Regions from separate parts of the Mus musculus genome. Here regions 2, 3, 4 and 5 are each linked to region 1. Evidence: chromatin contacts called from public Hi-C, HiChIP or PLAC-seq and Micro-C data. All regions are on one chromosome and are shown on one strand. Each heading gives the region's core, a stretch centred on a gene start, on an enhancer-like site or on the middle of the called end of the contact. The rest is flanking DNA. Distances are from core to core; before and after follow the strand shown. Region 1 holds the start of Mtus2 (microtubule associated tumor suppressor candidate 2). Region 2 overlaps Mtus2 (microtubule associated tumor suppressor candidate 2). Region 3 holds the start of Flt1 (FMS-like tyrosine kinase 1). Region 4 overlaps Mtus2 (microtubule associated tumor suppressor candidate 2). Region 5 overlaps Mtus2 (microtubule associated tumor suppressor candidate 2).

Region 1 (2,750 bases), core at 174-2,673:
AACGATGCCCACCAACAGTCACAACCCTGACTCCACATGAGCCACACACATAACAAATGCCATCACCAGAAACCAGTAAGAACAAGATGCGTATCTGATGTTTTCCACTCTCATCTTTGTACCTGAAAAATTACGGTACGTGTGAGCAGAGATCTTTAATAACTGTCAACACACGATTAGCTATGTCCACGTGACAGCAAAATACAACTACCTAACAACTTAAAAGCCAAAACGGCTATGTGACAGGGATCTATTTCTTTAAGTCACTTCCCACCTATTTATTGTCAGAGACGTCCCACTGGTTTTCATAACAGACTTAAAAAAAAAAAAAAAGCCTGTTTTGTGTCTTAACGCTTGAGAGTCTACGGTATGAATTTTTCTTTTGAAAGGACCTCCTGTCGCCTTTAAATGATACCAAAACCATCTCATGCTTATCCTGAAGGAAAGTTTTGAGCTAAGACAGAAATTATGGCTCTGACTTCCTGCGCTCTTACGTTCTCTGGTAACCGCTCCTAACTTTACCAACCAGCAAATATTCCTGTGAAGCACTTACATAACAAAAGAGTGCAGGCGCCTCTGGCACGCCGCCAAGCGTACTTCTCTGGGTGTTTGTATTTAAAATAGAACGGTAGTAACATCACTTGCAAGCCTTTCCCTGCACAGACTCAGAATGAAGGGGGTTGAAAAATGGATGGAGCAAGCCTTACCATTCTAGGGCTCCAAGGAAATAACACATCGGTGCTAAATTAAGACGAAGACACGGACCGAATTATCCCGAGCTGGGGGTGGAGAGGGGTGGGAGCTCGCTTAGGCTAACCCGCTGTCGCCTCTGAAACACCGTGCTCAACCTGACATCCCCGGAAGGTGCGAGTGGGTTGCAGCCTCTCTCCGGCGGAGCAGAAGATGTGGGCAGCGGGGAGCGGGCTCTCTGATGCCAGAGAAGCCAGCAAAAGGCACCGCCTCCGCCCCGCTCTGCACCTGTCTCCAGCCGGATCGGGACGCGCGGACAGCAGTCGCTCACCTGGGTCTGGAGGAGCCAAGAAGGATGTGCAGAGAGACCAGAGCAGCCTCCGGGAGCATCCCGGGCCGGGCTACCTCCGCACGCAGCTCCTTCGCAGCTGGAGTTTGCAACGCGCCCACGCGTCCAGACTCCTGACCCACCCGGGTCTTCTGCAACTTGACAGAGCGCGGGCTGAGGTGGCGCAGGTGGCGAGCTTAGGGCACCGGGGTACCTGGGGCCGTGGCCGCAGCCAGCCCTCCGCCCGCGCACTTCACCACTGGGCACCGCCCAAGCCGCCGGGCTCTGATCACAGGGATGGCCCGGGCTGAGGACGCCTCGCCGGACAAAGACGCCGCTCCCGCCCACCCTCCAGTGAGGTGCCGTCCGCGGTGACAGAAGCCGGGCTGCAGCGGCCCGAGGCGCGCACCCCCTCCCGGCCGCCCGGAGATGCTCGCGAGCCCCGGCGCCTCCTCTCGTCCGGAGCCCCGTGGGGGGAGCCGAGCGCCCTCTGCTGGCCCGACACGACCCGGCAGCTCACGGGACCACAGTGGTCCGGAGCATCCAGCCTCAGACCCCAGAGAAAGGAGAAGCAGCCTGAGGTCGCTGACCTAGACTCCTGACTCCCACGAGTGGGATGTGCTGTGGTCCAATCGGAAGAGAGAGCCTCTTTTAATTGCGTGCAGCAGGAAGAATTGGGGTCCAGCGGGTGAACTCGCAAGGGATGTAGCGGGGCTGATGGACAGGAGACTAAAGAAGTCTCTGTAAGGGTTTTGTGTGTGATTGTGTGCGGGTTTGGCGGGGGTGGGGGTGGGGGAGTTGGGGTGTTTGAGGCAGGATCTCACTTGAGACTCACAGATATCCTCTTGCCTCTGCCTCCAAATCTAGGGGTAATGCATAGCCGGCTACCCACTTGAAAGACTCTTGTCTCAACGCAAGCTTGTCTGCTTCGTAGTTCACAACGTTCCTCAGAAGTAAACATGAACGCAGGACTTCTCAGTAGCCCTTCCAGGTCGCCTGAAAGCAGCGCACCTGGGAAGCCTGAAGACAGCCGGGGGGCTTCTCCAGCCTCTGGCTCACAAGATTTGGGACAGACTGACAGAGAAGACAATGAGATGCTGGCTTACTGATGTGCTTGCTCGCTTTCTCTTGGGGGTCGGGAGTGTGGGGAAAATGGGCTCCCTCCCCCACCCCAGCATTGCTGTGCCGAGCAACATTTTATACCAGCTGAATTTTTGTACTAACTGGTCTATATTGTGAAGGGAAATCATGAAAGAGCACTTTTCACACGGCTGTCTTTTTACATTATTCTATGTGGCCTCCCATTTCTTCTGGAGGAATCTAGGGCACGTTTTATCGCTTTTCCTGTCACCTTCGGGTGTTAACAAGCGGTCTGACTGGCTGTTATTACAAAGTCCAGTCCAATCTAAATCAAACTTTAAGCTCATTTCATTTAAGCCTTCGCCCCTCCCTTCCCCTAACTCACAAACCCCAGCCTGACTTAAACCTAGAAAGATAGTAAAGCCTCCTTTGTGCCATTCACTTTCCTATTTGGGTGCTCTGTGAAGCCCATGCCTCCCAGGTGCAAGGAATGAGGTCCTGGCGCTACAGCTCCTTCCTCGGGCCACTCCCACTCCTCCAGGGACTCATCCCACCCCCACCCCCATCCCACAGGCAGACCTGACCATCTTCCACCACATCGGCTGACAGTGTTCATTAAACTCTCTACAGAAGCTCTGGTTAGCTTCTTCCT
Region 2 (2,750 bases), core at 146-2,645, 250 kb before region 1:
TTGATCTTCAGCATTTGTGACAGGGAGTCAGGCTTCTCTTTTGATGAAGAGAAGGCTGTTGTTTCTCAATTTGCTTTTCTGTCTGCTTTGCAGTCGGGAAGCACTGAGCCCAGCATCTTCATTTCTCTCCTTTTGCTCCTTGGATGTATAGCCCAATGCCCTTGCCATAGAGTCCTGGCCTGCCTGGGTCACACTGCCCTGGCCTGCAGACTACGCTGGATCATTTCAGGACTTAGAAAGCAGACAACCGATACTTAGTGATTGAACAAGCAACACACACACACACACACACACACACACACACACACACACACACACACGATTAAATAAATCATCAATAAAGGGCAAGACTTTTTGCCTACCTCCAATTCCCCATGACTTTTGGCTTCCTAGAATTAACTAGAACCCAGATATAAGATTAGGGGCCTCTTGCTTTCACCCTAGTTAGTAAGTCATAAATCCATGTACCTTCCTGGGAGTTCCTAAGGGAAGGGCTGTTCTAACTCTCCTTGCATCTAAATCGTGGGTATATCAGGTGCTTGTCAAAAGAATGAGCCAGCAAGAAAGAATTATCCATGAAACCCTCCCATTAGAAATCCAGTTAGAGGACACAGCCCAGCACTCCGAAGGTCCATCCTGTTGCCGGAAAAGGCATCAAGCAGGTGGCACTGAGGCAGGAAACCTCAGCCACTGTCAGCTTGGCCCTGTCAAGTTCAGAAATGTTGCCAGAGCCGGCATGTGGCTTATTGAGAAGACCAGGAAAAGTCTCAGTGTAATGGCCTGCATTCTATAAAACAAAGAAAGAAGAAAGACAGGAAGAGGAGAAGATGTGGAGGAAGAGGAAGAAGAGGAGACAGAAGATGGAAGAGAGGAGGAAGAGAAAGTAGAGGAGGAGCGAGAGGAGGCGATGAGGAGGAAAAGGAAGAGAAGAAGTCCGGGAGGAGGAGGCAGAGAAGGAGGAAGAGAGGAAGAGAGGAGACATTTCCTCCAGAGGGGTTAGAGCACTTAAGGATTCACACCATCGAAGACCTTACGCCAGCTTCAGAGCCCAAACCATGTGACCGTCCAGGACATGACCAGTCTGCAGGCCTGCCCTTTGTGGCTCAATCAGTGTGACAACAGAACAAGCGGGGAAACTTGGTGTTAATTCACTTAGACATGCGGAGCTGTGCCACTGAAGACCAAGTGAAAAATTCCACTTTGTCTCTCTCTGCTCTTATCTACAGTCACTGTGAAATTTGCAAAGGTCTACCAGACTTGGAAAAGCAAGCTATGAATATATTTAAATCACACTTGAGGGTGTTTTTTTTTTTCTTCTTCTTCTTGCTAACCCATGCCTTATTTTGACTGCTCATCTGCATTTCTCACCCTCTTTTTCTGTGATGTATCTGGTGAGCTCCTCCTAGTCCCAGCTGAGCATCTATGTAAGCAAGGCCACTGCTCATGTGCAGCCCCACCTCACCCCGCTTAGCTCACAAGGCAGCGCGCAGCTTGCCCTAACCTGGAGAAACCTGTTGTCTCACCCAGCCTGGGGAGGTAGAGAGGCCGATGTGCTCTCAGTTTTGTGGCTTGAAATGATGGGGAGCCGACAATGTGAAGGTCCCCAAGGGCCACAGTTGGGGGGGTCCACACACTGAATGTTGTGGGACCTCAGCCTCATCCACAGTAATGAGGTCTCGATGATGTCTAAGGCACCCAGCCCATCTCTCGAGTCAATGGTGGGAGAATGTGGACAATGTGTCTTATTTTTGTTTGGTTGTTTTGTCCTTTGAGACAGGATCTCCCTACATAGCCCAGACTGGACTAGAATTTAAGATCTTTCTGCCTTGGCCCCTTGAATGCAGGCATGATCTGCTGTATCTGAGTCTAAAAAAAAAGTTCTGTCTCAGGGCTGGAGAGAGGCTAAGAGGGGTCCGCAGTTATGAGTGTTTTTACTCTCACAGAGGACACAGGTTCAGTTCCCAGCATCCACTGCAGCTCACGGTGATCTCTAACTCCAGTTCCAGAGGATCCAGTGTCCTCTTCTGTGGGCCTTGCATGGGATACACATGCATACACACGTCTGTGGCACAAAGACATACACGCTGGCAATACACCCAACATAAAAGAAAAATTAATCTTTAAAAACAATTATGTCTCTTGCAAATCAGCCACAGAGCTCAGCAGCCCCATTCAAGGACGTTGCTGAGTAGATGTGGCCATCCTTGCAAATGATCCCCTAGGTGTTTTGTGACAAGGCCTGCCATTTGCTTCTGGTCCCGGAGGAGGACAGGGGACTCACAGAGCAAGACTGGCACAGTCACCATTTGTGAAGAAGGGAGTATAGAGGGAATGGTGGAGGTTGCTGTGGGCTGTGTCACAAGCCCTGTGGGTCTCTGTTTTGTTATTTGTTTTTATTGGTTTATAAAAAGCACATTTCCTCACGGTGCTAGAGAGCTGGAGAGGTTCAGCTCCTACTGACCCTGAACTATGGGAAAGGGCCAGGGATGCCTCCTGTGCAGTCTGGGGAGCTGGTGCTCCTCGCTGAGCAGTCATGGGAAGTCTCCAGTAACTTCTAAGCTCACCATCTCCTTTTCCAGAGTCCTCAGGGGGAGACTCAGCAGGGAGTCAGGATGCTCTTTCTTTCAATGGCTATTCCTTAGTAGCCAGGGGTAGTCTGGCTTTCCTATTGATGGCAAAGGATTTGGGATAAAGAAAAGCAGGCATGTCTGGGCATGGCAGTGCCTACTTTTAACCCCAGTGCTTGAGGG
Region 3 (2,750 bases), core at 75-2,574, 230 kb after region 1:
AGTCCGCAGGTGAGCTTAGGCTCACAGCGGTCTTTCCCTTCTGCTAGACCATGAAGGAGAAAAGGAATCTCACTTGCCCTGGCTCAGAGGCTCCCGGTGCCCTAGTAGAGCTGCGGGTGGTGGTGGCCCAGACTCTCTTAGGAATGAGGCAACTCAGGTTGCGCAACCTTCCCTACCGGAGGTTTAGTCTAGTCCTTCAGGAAAAGCCTCTGGTCCCATTTAGGAGCCATTTTATCACGGGTATCTGGCAGGTTCTATTGAGGCTATTTTTCAAACCTGCAGTATTTACAGGGACAAGACTGGGCTGCTCCGGGGAGGCCGGGACGACTTCAGCCTTCCAGTTAATGGATGCATAATTGAGGAACAACGTGGAATTAGTGTCATCGTAAATGATCTAGTGTCTCAAGTTAATTTCACCCGTTTTTTGTTCCAAGAACATTCGAGTCAGTCATCTTGGCTAGCCGGCTTCCACCAAAAAGATTTGTTTTCCATCCAGCGTTTCAGACCTAGAGTTCAAGTTCTTGGCCCTTACAAGTTGCAGGAGCGTGTCTCACGCCTTGGCTTTTTTTTTTTTTTTTTTTTTTTTTTTTAAGGTAACATGTTATTCCTTGTTTTGCTTCTAGGAAGCAGAGGGTTGAGGAAATGGCTTGGGCGGGTGCATTAATGCAGCCGAAAAAGACACAGACTCCCTCCCTTGGGACCCGCGCGGCCCCGCGCTCTTTCCGAAGGTGCCTGGCAAGGCGTCCGGTTCCCTCGGACGCTCCGGGTCCAAGTGCCTTAAGCGGAGGGTCTCTGGCGCCTTCCTTCGCTGTCTGGCAACAGTCTGGCGGGGTCAGGGACCGGCGGGACCGCTCGGGAGAGGGCTCGACTGCGCCTCGTTCCTCGGTGCCAGGGACACCGTCGCGGGAGGCGCGGCCAGCTTCCCTAGGATAAGACTTCCCGCCCCGGGGGCAGGGCGGTGCACTTAGACGGTCCCCTCCTCAGTTTCGGGCGGTCACCAGAGCTGAGTAAGCTCGGTGGAGGGAGCTGGGTAAGGATTTCCTGAGAGCGATGGGCAGGAGGGGCTGGGGCAGCAGAGCACAGAGCAAGGACCCTGAACCTGCGAACCTGTCCGGCGACCCGCGCGCCTAGCGCCACCGCACGCGCGCTCTGGCCCCCGGGCTACCCGCCCTCGCCGGCCCCCGCCCCTCCGGGAGGAAGAAGAGGGTAGGTGGGGAGGCGGATGAGGGGTGGGGGACCCCTTGACGTCACTGGAAGGAGGTGCCGGGGTAGGAAGTGGGCTGGGGAAAGGTTATAAATCGCCCCCGCCCTCGGCTGCACTTCAGCGAGGTCCTTGAGAGGCTCGGAGCGCGGTGGCGGACACTCCCGGGAGGTAGTGCTAGTGGTGGTGGCTGCTGCTCGGAGCGGGCTCCGGGACTCAAGCGCAGCGGCTAGCGGACGCGGGACGGCGAGGATCCCCCCACACCACCCCCCTCGGCTGCAGGCGCGGAGAAGGGCTCTCGCGGCGCCAAGCAGAAGCAGGAGGGGACCGGCTCGAGCGGCTGCGCCGTCGGCCTCGGAGAGCGCGGGCACCGGGCCAACAGGCCGCGTCTTGCTCACCATGGTCAGCTGCTGGGACACCGCGGTCTTGCCTTACGCGCTGCTCGGGTGTCTGCTTCTCACAGGTGAGGCGCGCCAGGGACCATGAGTTGGAGTTCGGCGGGGATGGGCAGCCACGGGGTGGTCCGGGGGAAGCGAGCTCCGGCGGGAGCCGGGGACACTTGTAGCAGCGGGTACGCCTCGGGACACACGTCTTCCCCTCCACCCCCCAAGTGGGCGCCGCTGGAAGTTGGCATCACCGCTTAGACTCTCCTTAGCTCCACGCTGGGGTCAGAGCCAGAGTGCCTGCCGGGTGTAGCCGGAGCCGCTAGTCCCCTACCGGGTTCCCGGGTAGGCGCTCACTCCTTAGACTCTGGGAGTGCAGATCACCACACGGGTGGACCTTTCAGCATCCAGAGCCTGCTCCTAGGCTGCAGCAGAGTCCTCAAGGGCTAGTTGGAGCAAGCTAGATGTCAGAGAGGCTGCCCGGGGCTGGACAGAGGTGGGGTCGTTAGCGATGAGCTCGCTCCACCAGAGCAAAGGAGGACGAAATTGGGAGGGGTCCCGTGCCCGCGGCGAGCAGATGGAGCCCAGAGAAGGGCCAGCTCTGACTCCCGTACCCGCTTGGGTCCGTCCGGAGGAAGCTGGGGAACGCACAGTCTGCAGGGTTTCTTCCCAGCAGTTCGCGGAGCGCCGTCTCCCGGGTGGGGCCTCCGCGGTGTGGGGCGGGTGTGCGGTCCAGGTCCTCGGAGTGAGTGAGTGACCCAAAGCGACCCGGCAGCAAGTTTTGGAATTTTAAGCCCTACCTTTAGGTTATGAATCTAGAAGAAAAAACAAAAAAACAAAACCACCTGACAATTTAGACTGAAAGCTGTGGTTTAAGTAGTAGGTGAAGTTTGCGACCTCCTAAATCAGCGTTCTCTAGGATATGAAAAGCGCGGGGCGGGGGGGGGGGGGCGACCGATCAGGGGCCGGCAGATTTTAGGAGCATTTAATGTGGAGACCGTCGTCATCCAAGGGTCAAAAAGCTGGAGGGACCTCGGGAACTCTAACTCCAGGTCTGCAGGCGGGAGGTCCCTTTGCGCAGAGACGCATACCAGAGCGTCTTTATTTAAACCAGCGTGGTTGGGAAAGAAGATAGAGACTAAAGAGTCAGGTAGAATAGTAGTGGC
Region 4 (2,750 bases), core at 140-2,639, 220 kb before region 1:
AAAGGTCAGGGTGGGTCAGGGTGACTTTCTTTGAATGAACACTCCCTGAACCCAGGAAGCAGGTGGGTGGAGGAATGTCACTATCTGTTTTATGATTAGTATACCTTGGGGCATTGAGTCACAAAGGTCATATTCTCAAGCCTGGGCCTAAAGGCCTAGAATTTTGTTTTTACATTATACTTTTTCACTGGGAGTAGAGGTTCCAGTGTTGGATTGCTGGATTGAATTCAGGACTCTCAGTAGGAAGAGAACAGCGAGATTGAATGTATATGTAAACACATATGGGGTTTATTAGACTGGCTCACAAGATGTGTTCTGAGTGGCTCAAACACAGCTGTCTCACCTGTGAGAGGCTAGGAACCCAGTAGTTCCTAAGCCCAGGAGGCTGAATGTCTCTGCATTCAGTCTGGGGCTGAACCCCCAGGGTGGGGGAGGGGGAGGGGGAAGGGAGGCTCCTGGATGGTTGTGGGGCTTCAGCCTACCTGAAGAACAGGGTTCTAATACCAGCGCTGCAGGAAAGATGAACTTCCCAGGAAGGGTGAGGGAAGCTGGCCAAAGGCACAAAGTCTTACTCCCAAGTCCTTTTGTTCTGGCTGCCTGCCCCCAAGACAGTGCTGCCTTCACTAGGGAGGATCGTGCAGGTTAAAAAAAATCTGATCAAGAAAATCCCTCACAGGAGGGCTCAGTGGCTTGGGTTTTAGTTGATTTGAGATGCAGTCAAACTGACAACCAAGGTTAGCTCACAATATGGTCCTTTTATTTCTAATTGCTGGTGTATTTACACACTATTTTACATAACAAATGAGCTAATTTACATAATAACAACCACTGCTCTGGGGTTCCTCTCGCCTCATTCTTGCCAACCTACCTTTTGTGCTGTGTGTGTGTGTGTGTGTGTGTGTGTGTGTGTGTGTGTGTAATGCATTCCCAAACAAAGCCCCAAATAAGTCATTTATACTAGCTATGAATGCTAGTATTACTCATTTCAAACTTAAGTAAAATAAGAAAACCAATGGAAATCTTTAGTGTTAGAAATGATGGAAAATGATTCTTTGTAAATAATACACCCTAAAAGTCCAAGAACCATGGCAAGAACATAGGATAAACAGCAATCGTTCAGCTAAAACCATGTTAAGATGTGAGTAAGCACGGGGGCTTGACTAGGTTGTAAGTGAGCAGAAAAAAATAACTTTGAAAAACTAACTAGCTAACGGGAAATGTCTGGGAGACCCACTTTCAGAAGTGATAATTCCTACTTCCTGGGGAAGTGATCTTGAAAAACTTTTTTTTTTCTTCCAAAGGCTGTCTTGGAGAATAAATGCTGGGATGGTGGGGGTTATGCGGAATAGAGGAAGAGGTCAGGCCACCAGGGAGCAAATGCCATGACATTACAGAGTGGGAGGCAGACAAATCCACAGAGTGCAGAGGTCTTGGAAGGTCCCAGCGGGCAGCAGAGGCAGCTCCGGAAGAAGCTGAAGAGAGAAACTATTTCCTCAGAGAGAAAAGTGTGGCATGCTTTCTCTTGTATGCAGAGTTAGGATGAAGACAAAACAAACAAACAAAACAAAAAACAAAAAAAAACCAACAACAACAACAAAAAAACAACACCAAAAAAAAAAAAAAAAAAAAAAAAACAAAGTAGGAAAGTACAGACAGATGGGAAAGAGGAAGAGTGGGGATGAGAGGTAGTGAGGAAGATCAAGGTGAGTTGTGCACACCTACAGGGATGCCATTTCAAAGCCTGGACTTCGTACAATTAACAAACACATTAAAATCCTCAGGAGGCAATGGCTCAGGGACACAAAGTCACTCTAAATCAACACTAAATAGGAAACTTCTTCCAGATCACTTTACAAGGGACTTGGAAGCTGTCCTTCCCACCTGCTCATCAAAAAGACAGCAGGGTCTCTGACCCTCCCTGCCTCTTCAGAGGACGGGGGTCCTTGAGGACATTTTAACTCTATAAACCCAAGAGAAAGACATGAAGCCTCCGAGAATCGCAGCATATGGAGTAGAAAACCCCACAGAAACCAGCTCAGGGGTGGGGGAAGGCAATTATATATGAATGACAAAATCTTAGGGGTACAACAGGGATGCCTTTGTGTTAACTTCAGGAGGATTCAGTTTGTGGTTTTGACTCTGCTGCTGGGGATTCATTCACAGTGAAAGTCACAGAGCAGTGCCTAGGCCTGCTCCTAGGTGTCACCTCAGGAGGAGCAATCCACTAAAGCCTGCCTAGCTACTGAAATAGGAACATCAGAAATGTATCAGTCACTTTGTATCACTGTGATCAATATATCCGACAGAAACAGTGTCAGGGAGGAGAATTCACTTTGTGATTTTAGAAGATTTGGTTCATGGCTGCCTGTTAGCTTTGTGTGGCTTGACACAGGGTGGGAGTCTGTGGCAGAGCAGGGTCTTTTCTTCTTAGGAAGTATGAGGTAGAGAAAGAAAGGGGGTGTACAGGAGGGAACCAGGGCAAACTGAACCCCTAAAATCCCACCTCTTTTTTTTTTTTTTTTTTGGTTACTTCTTTTTTTTTTTCCCATTTTTTATTAGGTATTTAGCTCATTTACATTTCCAATGCTATACCAAAAGTCCCCCATACCCACCCACCCCCACTCCCCTACCCACCCACTTCCCCTTTTTGGCCCTGACATTCCCCTGTACTGGGGCATATAAAGTTTGCGTGTCCAATGGGCCTCTCTTTCCAGTGATGGCCGACTAGGCCATCTTTTAATACATATGCA
Region 5 (2,750 bases), core at 105-2,604, 200 kb before region 1:
TAACCCATCCATAAAACTTCTAAGTCTGGGGGAAAATTCCTACAGCTACTTTAAGATAAAAGGGACTCGCTTTGCTAAATAGTTAACAGAGAAATAAATTGGAAGTCTATGAAAACCTGCAGGATTTGTTTTTTTTTTTAAAGTATGGAGTAACACTATAAAACAAATATATGTTCAGATTTTCCCTGATAATTATAAAATCATCCAAGTTTTAAAGTTTGGCAAGCAAGCATTTATGTGCATGTGCACATGCATCTGTGTCTTGGTGTGCATGTATATGCATGCCTTTCTGTATACTACAGACATGCCCACCTGCCAATCTGTCAGAAGCAAGACCTCAGCTGAGGGTCCTTCTTCTCAAGTGATTCTATAAGAACTAAGAGTGTACAGATTTTGGAAACATAAGTAATGCATTTCTTTTTTTTAATAAGTTAATTAGCTTAAGGTATTCTGTTACAGACACCGCTCCAGTGGACTAAGACACTAAGATATGCCATGGGAGTAGCACCGGGTGCCACCAGGCAGGAAAGAGAACAGAGGTCTCCATGATGGGGCTCTGTGACGAGAAAGGCTGACAGCCTACCAAGCAGTAGGAGGAAGAACAGGAGTGGGTACCATAGCTCCCATCATCAAGCTACAAAGGCCTCCATGGAGCCAAGTGTTAGAGGAAGAGGGACCTAGAGGAAGGGGAGAGCCAAGCATCCCCACTAGAGGCAATGACACATTCAGGGCCTTTGAAGTCTGCATCGAAATGATAGGAAACTGTCAATGTCATTGAATAATTCCCCGAAGAAAATATTTTCAACCCGCCAATCACTGGGCTTCCTTGAAGGGGAGACGTCTCATCCTTTGCCATCAACAGGAATGACCAGTGACCAAGGTAAGCTCAGTTACAGGAAATTCTGCTTCTTTTTCATGCTTCTGTCCATTTCAAATCCATTCAAGACACAGAAAGAACATGCAACTGCCTGTGGCTGGTGACCTCAGCGCCTTGGGGACAGCTGTAATGCTTCAATAACGTAGATTGAAATACAGGTGATATTTAAACGAGATGCTTCCATTCCACAGGAAGAAATGAGTCAACTTCTGTTTCATTGACAACAAAAATGAAATATATCACTGAGGCCACAGATATGTGACTGCGAGTTTCCAGGCAGTAGCTGTTTGCCAGATGCTCACAGGCAAAAGCTCAGTTTTATCCGTGGGACCTATTGTTTCACACATAGGCAATCATTAGTGAGTCCAATACATCCAACAATCAACAGAAACGCCAGAGATAACACAGCCGTCTAATGCCACGCACCCCCAGTTTACACGGAGCACCGATGATCCCTTTGTGACCAGCCTGAAGCAAAGATTTGAATGGCAGCATGTGTTGTCTTACGGCTACTACAACGGAGTGAGCCTATTTTCCTCTCTATTTGTGCATAGAGAAGCTTCAGACGGAAAATGACTGTAATTATGGATGGAGGAACAATTCCACCTCCCCGGGGGGCAAATGAAATCAAACCTTTTTCTTTATAATCACCCATAAATATTTATGTTTCTCTACCCATTAGCCCACACATTCCAAAAGTGAGAGCCCCCCGCTGCCGTCCCACACAGTACACCTCTTATTATTTAAAAAATGAATGCAGACCGGAGGTTTTCTGTATTCAGATAATATAAACTTTAGGTTTGCAATACACAGATAATGTTGAATTCTTTTCTTACGTTGTTTTCAGATTGTAATTTTCTACAACAGAATGGAACAGTGATATATTGCGAGCCTCAAAAATATAACTCTGAGACCTGGCTTATACATATAAGACTTAAAATACTTACTGTCAAGCTATCTATTTGATTAATGAACGTGTTGCTGGCCAATACTGGAACTGAGGCGTGAAGAGCCTGCATGGTTGTCAGCAAGGAGCCCGTGTGGGGGCGGGGAGGGGAGGAAGGGTATGAGGTGGGGGATCGATGGGGGAGGAGCTTCAACTCAGGGGCTGGAAAATTGCTCACTGGGCAAAGGCATTTCGTACTGACTGCAAAGAGTTAATCCTTGCAGAACATAAATCTCTGGGAATTTAATTTTCACAAAATCCTGGCCATAAATAATTACCATTTGCCTCCCTGGGACAAAGGAACCAGCCATTCAATTTATACCAGTCAAGTTCTATAATACTGTGAAGGGGAAATCCCTGTCTCACGTCAGATTGTGTGGGTGTTAGGTGAACAGTCTGAGCTGTGCTGAAAGGCAAATTAAAGTCTCTAATCAATAAAGAGCAAGAGACTCATTAAGCAAATTGAGGGCAATTCTAGATTGCAAAGTGGAATGCAGTTTGGCTGGACTCTTACGGGTTTATCACATGTTTTTTGCAGTGTATACTCAACGATTTTTGCACGGCATAAAATACTTTAGAATTGTATAATTCAGTATGAATAACCGTGACTAGCACCACTAAAAGAGCATGCAGGCTGGATCTGGTTCTGACGGCTCGCTAGATTTCTTTTTTCTTCCTTTTAATGTCGAGGCTTAAATGGTGTGAAGAATTTCTCAAGGGGGGGGGGAAGCGTAAACTGGAGTGTTCAAATCGCCACAGGACCCTCCTCTCTCTTGTTCTTCAGTGAATTGGTTTCTTGATCATCTCGGAGATAAAGAGAAGACATTAAAAGTCCACCCATATATCCAACACACCACATACTGCTGAGTAAATGCCGGGGCACATTGCCACTTCTGGGTGGTACAAAAACAGCTGGGACAAATGGAC

Evidence for each region. Hi-C and Micro-C count contacts between places; a contact is called where the count stands out from the background. HiChIP or PLAC-seq counts read pairs in DNA pulled down with a chosen protein or histone mark.
Region 2: a contact with region 1 is called in a Hi-C map of cerebral cortex, with 2.4 times the contacts expected there. The contact joins the enhancer-like site here to the promoter of Mtus2 in region 1. A contact is called at or near these places in 7 of 39 promoter capture datasets (the 3T3-L1 cell line, embryonic stem cells, frontonasal cranial neural crest and 4 more), 1 of 484 Hi-C or Micro-C datasets (cerebral cortex), 13 of 115 datasets of contacts at active chromatin or transcription factors (SST interneurons, VIP interneurons, craniofacial prominence and 9 more) and 1 of 9 other capture datasets (embryonic stem cells).
Region 3: a contact with region 1 is called in a Micro-C map of embryonic stem cells, with 2.9 times the contacts expected there. The contact joins the promoter of Flt1 here to the promoter of Mtus2 in region 1. A contact is called at or near these places in 9 of 39 promoter capture datasets (the 3T3-L1 cell line, 3T3-L1-derived adipocytes, the HPC-7 cell line and 4 more), 7 of 484 Hi-C or Micro-C datasets (the G1E-ER4 cell line, Sertoli cells, cerebral cortex and 3 more), 1 of 115 datasets of contacts at active chromatin or transcription factors (pancreatic cancer cells) and 1 of 9 other capture datasets (liver).
Region 4: a contact with region 1 is called in a Hi-C map of embryonic stem cells, with 1.7 times the contacts expected there. The contact joins the enhancer-like site here to the promoter of Mtus2 in region 1. A contact is called at or near these places in 2 of 39 promoter capture datasets (the 3T3-L1 cell line and cranial neural crest), 6 of 484 Hi-C or Micro-C datasets (the HL-1 cell line, embryonic stem cells, muscle stem cells and 2 more), 10 of 115 datasets of contacts at active chromatin or transcription factors (SST interneurons, craniofacial prominence, embryonic forebrain and 5 more) and 1 of 9 other capture datasets (pancreatic islet).
Region 5: an H3K4me3 HiChIP or PLAC-seq map of embryonic forebrain shows a contact between it and region 1, with 3 times the contacts expected there. The contact joins the enhancer-like site here to the promoter of Mtus2 in region 1. A contact is called at or near these places in 3 of 39 promoter capture datasets (the 3T3-L1 cell line, cranial neural crest and liver), 2 of 484 Hi-C or Micro-C datasets (cortical neurons and nephron progenitors), 7 of 115 datasets of contacts at active chromatin or transcription factors (SST interneurons, embryonic forebrain, embryonic hindbrain and 4 more) and 1 of 9 other capture datasets (pancreatic islet).

What each region holds. Positions count from the first base shown.
Region 1 is chr5:147,955,993-147,958,742 of GRCm38.p6, reverse strand. Mtus2 (microtubule associated tumor suppressor candidate 2) reads right to left here and starts at 1,423. Exons shown (of 15, transcript NM_001359503.1): 1 at 1,022-1,423.
Region 2 is chr5:148,210,661-148,213,410 of GRCm38.p6, reverse strand. The region is part of intron 5 of Mtus2 (microtubule associated tumor suppressor candidate 2); the gene reads right to left. Among named protein-coding and RNA genes, the nearest start is that of Gm46928, 62 kb to the right of the region's middle. Within about 2 kb of position 1,395, at least 6 of the 459 cell types and tissues checked have an H3K27ac peak or open chromatin away from gene starts, as enhancers often do. A contact at or near this core is called in SST interneurons and cerebral cortex, where this site is marked.
Region 3 is chr5:147,724,585-147,727,334 of GRCm38.p6, reverse strand. Flt1 (FMS-like tyrosine kinase 1) reads left to right here and starts at 1,324. Exons shown (of 30, transcript NM_010228.4): 1 at 1,324-1,664. The coding sequence starts at 1,601.
Region 4 is chr5:148,173,905-148,176,654 of GRCm38.p6, reverse strand. All of the region lies in intron 4 of Mtus2 (microtubule associated tumor suppressor candidate 2), which reads right to left. Among named protein-coding and RNA genes, the nearest start is that of Gm46928, 25 kb to the right of the region's middle. Within about 2 kb of position 1,389, at least 14 of the 459 cell types and tissues checked have an H3K27ac peak or open chromatin away from gene starts, as enhancers often do. A contact at or near this core is called in embryonic stem cells, where this site is marked.
Region 5 is chr5:148,152,130-148,154,879 of GRCm38.p6, reverse strand. The region is part of intron 4 of Mtus2 (microtubule associated tumor suppressor candidate 2); the gene reads right to left. Gm46928 (a long non-coding RNA gene) reads right to left here. Exons shown (of 2, transcript XR_001785022.1): 1 at 1,825-2,750; 2 at 1-1,208. Among named protein-coding and RNA genes, the nearest start is that of Gm46928, 3.5 kb to the right of the region's middle. Within about 2 kb of position 1,354, at least 6 of the 459 cell types and tissues checked have an H3K27ac peak or open chromatin away from gene starts, as enhancers often do. A contact at or near this core is called in embryonic forebrain, where this site is marked.